Regions from separate parts of the Oryctolagus cuniculus genome. Here region 2 is linked to region 1. Evidence: chromatin contacts called from public Micro-C data. All regions are on one chromosome and are shown on one strand. The core of a region is the stretch at or near the end of the contact, and the rest is flanking DNA. Distances in the headings are between cores, read along the strand shown. Region 1 overlaps PLEK (pleckstrin). Region 2 overlaps DNAAF10 (dynein axonemal assembly factor 10).

Region 1 (3,420 bases), core at 156-2,655:
CCCGTGCCTGTTTCCTCCTCCACTCTTCCCAGTGCTCCAGCCACACAGAATCGTGGCTTCCAGAGTGGATGGCATGACTTTGTAGGCCAGTGCCCTGCAGTACCTCGTGTACCCCTAAAATATGCTTTCTGTCTTGTCCTGATTAGATTCTACTCATTCCCCAAGAGGCAGCTCAGATGTCATAGATGAAGCTACCTCCAACTCCTACAGGCTCCTCCTCTATGCTTTCATATATTTCACTGTCCCCTTCTAGTATAGCCTTTATCATATTTAGTCATCATTATTTGACAATGGGCATTTTGATTACTTTTCATTACACTCCCATTACCATTTCCTGCATCCAGAGTACTTGGCACAAGAATGTTTGTTGAATGAATACATGAACATAAAAAAGGACTGCGATGAATAAACTCTAGGGCAGTGTTTTCTAAATTTTAGTACAAAAATCACCTAAAGTGCTTCATAACATGCAGATGCTCTGGACTTACTCTCTGTGGGACATTGATTTAGGTGAGCTTAGGAATCTACCTTTTCACAGGCATTCCAGATCATTCCAATGGCTGGAGAGATGCCCTCCCCATAAGGCTAAGCAAATTCCCCCCCAACCAGCAAATAATTTTTGCAAGGCAAAGAACATTGTTCTTGGAGGTGGTGTAGGCTGAAGAAGGTGTTTATGTCCATAGGCAGTCCCTGAAGGTGGTTGTTCTCAGCACTGCTGGGATTAAATAGATACCAGCCTAGGTCTGAGAAAACCACAGTGAAGTGAATACCAACAAGACTCTAAAGCATCAAATTCTGTGTACAAGGGCTGTACTGCTTCTTTTTCAGGACAATTGTCATCGACTCCCATGTGCTTGTTTAGTTAAAATAGTCACTATTTAGCCAGGCCCAAGCTGTTTTCATTAGAGTGTTGCATTTGTGTCAAGCTTCTCTTTGGAGATTCTCCAAGCATTTTAGCAGCTTCAAGCCTGTCTTCCCTCCTTCCCTGAGGGAGGAACAAGTACAAGTTCACGCCAACTCGTTAGAGAGGCATTGCTCAAGAGCAGCTCCTGGGGCACCAGATGCAGGCAGGAGAGAGTGGGCTCCTTCCCAGCCCTCTCCCCTCTGCTGTGTCTCATTTTCCCCACCCACCCTGCCAAATGCTCATTATTGTCTTCAGCAGGTGGCTTCCACCCCTGCCTTCAAGTCTGCTCAGACAGTTTTCCTCCCAAGATAGTTAAACTCCAAAAAGATTCACAGGTTCTAGACAGTGCAGAACTGCCAAGGACCACAGTAGCCAAAGCAAAGCCACCCTGTAATTAATCCAAGGGATTTTGCAGACACTGTGGTAAACATAGACTGGGCTGTGGTTCAGGAGGCTGAGCCTCTAGGCAGCAGATGTCCACCTGGCTCTCCCAGAGGTTCAGGGTGCCAACCTTAGCCACCTGTATATGCCTGTCCTCACCATGGCTCCTCATTCCTGTAACTTGCCTCCTGGTGAGCCCCCCTATGGGCTCTTCATCTTGCATGTTCCTGCAGACTCTGATTCCTCAGATCCAGTGAGGTTAACCCAATTGAGTTAACCCTGTTTTGGATTTGGGTATCTACTTCTCACACTCCACATTTGCCACGTTCTGCCTTCTCAATCATCAGCATACCAAGTTTTCAGCTCCCTGACTCCAGAGTTGATAAAGGCACCCTACACGGCCAAAGCAATATACACAGTACTCAAAACAGACCCTCTGAAGGAAAGAGGAGGGGACCACCTGGCAGCTACCCCTTGGGGAGTGTCTCTAGTAGTCTGCCCCTTGGGAATATTCCGTGATACTGTGTTAGCTTGAAGTAACACTTTGACAGTAGAGACTCCATTTTGGATCACCTGAGACTCCATCTTGAGAAAGCATTCCCCACCCCGCCCCCACCACGAGATTCTGGTCTGAAACTGTGATCTAAAGCATTCAGACAATAGCAGTCCCCTGCATCACACTTGGCAACCTGCATCACACTTGGCAAAGCATAGAAACCCCCTAAAATGATTGCTCAAGCTTAAAAACAGGCTACACCTGGGTTAATGATAAGATTGTAATTTGTCCATGTCCTGCATATGATTTAGGGCAATACCTGGATTAATGTCAAGATTAAGATAGTAACTGGTAATGTTAAGATAATAATTGATATTATTTTCACATAGGCTTTAGGTTAGCTTGACCCCAGTAACCATGTGTTCCCCCTGATCGTAGCAACCATGTATTTTCCTCCCGATTTTGTGGTTTTTGCCTTTAAAAACCCTATTGCTTTGGGCTTCAGGGTCGAGAGTTCTCTAGCACATGAGCCCGCTCTCCACTGCTGGCAGTGGTGCTCTTCTGTTTGCACTCACTTTGTACCTAACTCGCCTTGTATCTAACTTGCTACCTATAAGATAATCTAACCTTGGAGCTTGATTCCTTGCCTCATGGGCCACTTTGCCTGGTGTTTTCACGTTTGTTTGTTTTTAAGTAAACCAACAGTAAAGTTAGCTCCGTGTGCATGTATAGCTCTATGAGCTTTACTACTTGTTCAGATTCACGCAACCCTTGCCATTACCAGGTTACAGAAGAGTTCCATCACCCCTCATGCTACCCCCATGAGTGAATGCAAGCTTTATTTGAAAGCCTTAATTTCATAAAAACCTCCAGGGAAAGGTTAAACTCCATAGGTAAGTTAAGAAAGATAGCCTGTATGCAATTATCTGGAGGAATTTATCGTTTAATGTTGGATTACTGCTATAGAGTGAGGATAAATTCCCATAATACCAGCCCTAAATTGGTGCTTAGGTTGTCTTCTCTGTCAAATTTGGCTAAGCTGTTCCCTCCTACCCAGCCATGCAAGAGCTAGCTCAGAAAAGATCCAGGACCTGAATGACAGTCTGATGTTTTAAAATATTTATGTAAGGGGCCGGCGCTGTGGTGCAGTGGGTTAAAGCCCTGGCTTGAAGCGCCGGCATCCCATATGGGCATTGGTTCAAGACCCGGCTGCTCCACTTCAGATTCAGCTCTCTGCTATGGCCTGGGAAAGCAGCAGAAGATGGCCCAAGTCCTTGGGCCCCTGCACCCACGTGGGAGACCCGGAAGAAGCTCCTGGCTCCTGGCTTCAGATCGGTGCAGCTCCAGCCATTGTGGCCAATTGGGGAGTGAACCATTGGATGGAAGACCTCTCCCTCTCCCTCTCCCTCTCCCTCTCCCTCTCCCTCTCCCTCTCCCTCTCCCTCTCCCTCTCTCTATAACTCTTTCAAATAAATAAATAAATCTTTAAAAAAAATTTATTCAAAAGGCAGAGAGACATAGGAAGGAAGAGAGAGAGTGCATGTGCTCCCATTCACTGGCCAGGGCTGGGCCGGGGCAGAAGCCAGGAGCAGGTACTCAATCCAGGGATCCCACTAGAGTGGCAGGGACCCTGTTACTT
Region 2 (3,457 bases), core at 914-3,413, 160 kb before region 1:
ATTAAGATCCACATCTTAAACTCCATGTACGTCCCTCCGGAAGGTTTCAAGTCCGAAGTCTTCAGATCAGAGTGTGTGGAGTTTTGTAACAATCAGTACTCTCACCACTTGGTCAAATGAACTACAGACGCAGAGGCCTCTTTTATCCGGACTCCAATCCAGACTGGAAATGGGCTGGGTCGACAACGTCACATTCTGCAGGAGGCTGACGGAGCCCGCAACTCCCATGTCTACTCCCTCAGAATCTTTCTTTGACCGTCGAACAGGGTATTCGCTGAAAACAAGATTGAAGCGGTCAGGAGAGATCAATCCTCGCATTCACCATTCCAGTTTGACACATACACTTCAATGACACTATTTTGATTCCTAAGTTGGTTACTGTAACTAATAAAGAATCTTTATACTGTTGAGTTGTATGCAAATAAAAAGACACTATTCCATCCTCAACCCAAGCCCCAAAACATCTCACAAAGAAGGGTTAGTTTTACTAAAATCCTCTAGATATTGCTTTTATTCAACATACACCTGTATTTCCTGCATTTTCTCTTTTTAATATGAAAATATTAAAGAATGTGAGGTTGATCTAGCATTCTTTAACAAATGTACCTGGTGCTGTTAATAACCTTTCATTGTAATTCTTCTCTAAATTTGGATTGCTATTCAGCACAGGCAAACAATATATGCAAAACGAAAGCTGTGGTAACATCCACGGAACCTCATCTATCAGAATGGAAACTGACAGTGGAGCTCCACCTTACAGATCCAAACCTGAGGACCTTCTGTGTACCATTTATGTGGGAAGCTGCTGCTCGGTGTAGATTTTAGACTTTTTAAACATCATTGCTTCAAAGAAGGAACAAACGATTCTGAGAACATTGGCTTATTTTTTTCAGCTGAAGATATAAATGTATAAAGTAAGAAGAGCTGAAATGTAACAACTCATTGACATGACCTGGTCTGACCAATCTGAGAGGGGAGACAGAAAAAACAGCCCTCTTTTTAAGAGGTGTGGGATACAGAAGGAGCTGGTGGGATATGGAGGGACCCCTCCTCAGAAGGCCTTTCCAAGCTCCTACGCATCCATTATGACACCTCCTTCACACCAAAATGCTCGTAAAGGACAAGAGTTTAAGAGGCACAAAGCAAGCAAGGAGAGCAAAAATGGTAAGAGAAGCAATAGGCAGATAACTTAGTATTAGATAATCTTGCCCTCTTAGAGCCTGCAAATTATTTTGATTGAAAGAATAAATAGTCTACCTACAGATGTTTTTCGGATACCTCCTGGTAAAGCCTGTAGCTATTTAGTCTTTAAAAGATAACATAAAGACTTTTTAAAAATCTCTGTTTTCTATTAGCTTAAAGGTATGTGTGTGTGTGTGTGCATCTGTGTTTCAAATACTCAAAAGAATCAGCATATTGGGGATCATTCAAAGAAACAAATGCTGAATAACTAGATGAGCTCTTCTAGGAATTCTTAAAGCCCTCAATAGAGGGGGCAGTGCTGTGGCGTAGCGGTAAAGCTGACCCCAGCAACGTGGACATCCCATATAGGTGCTAGTTCGAGTCTCGGCTGTTCTACTTCCAATCCAGGTCCCAGCTAATGGACTGGGAAAGCAGCAGAGGGTGGTCCAAGTGCTTGGGCCCCTGCACCTACATGGGAGACCCGGAAGAAGTTTCTGATTCCTGGCTTGGGTCGGTCTGGGCCAGCTCTGGCCATTGTGGCCATTTGGAGAGTGAACCAGAGGATCTCTCTCTCTCTCTCCCTCTCTCTGACTCTGTAACTCTGACTTTCAAAAAATAAAATAAATTTTTTTAAAAAAAGTGCTTAATAAATATTTATAATTTAATTGTATAAGCACCAAGGCAGACCAGTATATGGAAACAAAGCTAAGTATTTTTTTCTTAAACCAATTCTCTTTACTGGCCCAACCCTTGTCAGCAAAGCTCCAAACCAATGTGAAGATTAGACTAGCCATTCATCACAGGAAGGACTAAAGTTCACGTTGAGATAAATGTCTCATTTCTAATTTCACACAGAGCCAGCTTTACTGAGATCACAAAATTCATTATTCTGCTTGAAAATGTGTTCCTGTGTGGGTTACAAAGCAAACTGGAACCTGTTCTTCAAGTACTCAGCCTGGAGACTGTAAAGCAGTGGCATGCCGCTGCACGCTGCACGGGTCACCTAGAGGCACTGGCGGAGCCTGGCAGGGGCGGGGGAAGCATGGACTCATTAGGGAAGCTCGGGGGCAAAGCGCCTGGAAAAGGGGAATTCACACACGGCCTGCGTGCCTGGCCCAGTCTCCGAACACTTCTCCTTCCTTTCTTGCCCACGGAAACCTCCTCATTCTGATCTAAAGCAGGCACTCCCAGTGTTTTGAGTCGGTTGGATCCCTACATACTTTAACAAGGTCTTTCCGAGAGTGTTTCAGAACCTCTCCTAGCTTCAAAAGGAGCTAACAGATAGAGAAGGATTCTGTAAATGTAAAAACCCCAGATATAGTAAGGCTGGTAGCTTTCTTCTTACATCATTAGCCAAACGTTATTTTTGAAAACTCCTTCGTTTATCGGCTTCTGTGTTTGTTTTTCCTGAGTGATTTTAGAGAAAGATTTCAGTTTTTTTCCCCCTTCCAACTATATATTGTTTCATTAATAAAAGTATTCAGAAATACCATTCACGTTCCAATTTTTATTAAGTCTTTAAAACTAGCAGCTGACCTAGTACCTACCACGTGAGGGCCCTCAGTATTCAGGGCACAGGGTATGGGAACAGCCCTGAAGCAGAAAGCAAACCCTGTGAGAGGTTGGTCCTGGAGATGCTTTGCTTCTATGACAATGATGTTACCTGCATTTAGCCAGGGGAATGATCAGGATTGTAAGCTAAGTGTTCCCATCCCTTGCCTATCTTCTTAGGGTAACGCTCTAATAACTAGAAGACAATATTTGACAAAAGTCTTTGTTCAGATTTGTCACATTCTCAAAAATTATGATTTCAAAATCTATGAAAAGAACTGCTTCTTGTTCTGCAATAAAGACACAAAGTAATGACAAATATATTTGGTGTGTCAAAAGAAGGTGAATATTTACTAAGTGTGAAATAAAGACTGAGTAAAGGGAAAAAAAAGCTTACAAAACAATAGTTATGTAACATCATGGAATTTAAAATCATACCAAAACGAAGCAAGGCACAGGAGGAAACAAGACAAAAAGGTTCAATCGAATCCCACTTCACACCCACAAGGAACCGCAAAGGGAGCAAGGCCCCAGGCAGACACTCACTATTTCCAGAGGTGAAGGCTGCCCGCGCCCCCGGCCGTCAGGAAGAGCTCCCTGTTCTGCGGCAGGTGTCGGACCTGCCACACCGTAGACTTGTGGGCCTAAACAGGATGAGAGGGACACATTGGTTTATATGCTGAATGGTGCCTTCAAAGAGAGGCCCTGGGAATAAAGCATTTTT

What was found. Hi-C and Micro-C count contacts between places; a contact is called where the count stands out from the background.
Region 2: a Micro-C map of ear pinna shows a contact between it and region 1, with 3 times the contacts expected there. The contact joins two enhancer-like sites. A contact is called at or near these places in 5 of 6 Hi-C or Micro-C datasets (ear pinna, embryonic fibroblasts, liver and 2 more).

What each region holds. Positions count from the first base shown.
Region 1 is chr2:134,315,001-134,318,420 of mOryCun1.1, reverse strand. All of the region lies in intron 1 of PLEK (pleckstrin), which reads left to right. All of the region lies in intron 2 of PPP3R1 (protein phosphatase 3 regulatory subunit B, alpha), which reads right to left. Among named protein-coding and RNA genes, the nearest start is that of PPP3R1, 36 kb to the right of the region's middle. Within about 2 kb of position 1,405, at least 3 of the 8 cell types and tissues checked have an H3K27ac peak or open chromatin away from gene starts, as enhancers often do. A contact at or near this core is called in ear pinna, where this site is marked.
Region 2 is chr2:134,478,122-134,481,578 of mOryCun1.1, reverse strand. DNAAF10 (dynein axonemal assembly factor 10) reads right to left here. Exons shown (of 8, transcript XM_002709829.5): 7 at 3,280-3,377; 8 at 1-274. The coding sequence ends at 67. Among named protein-coding and RNA genes, the nearest start is that of PNO1, 21 kb to the right of the region's middle. Within about 2 kb of position 2,163, at least 2 of the 8 cell types and tissues checked have an H3K27ac peak or open chromatin away from gene starts, as enhancers often do. A contact at or near this core is called in ear pinna, where this site is marked.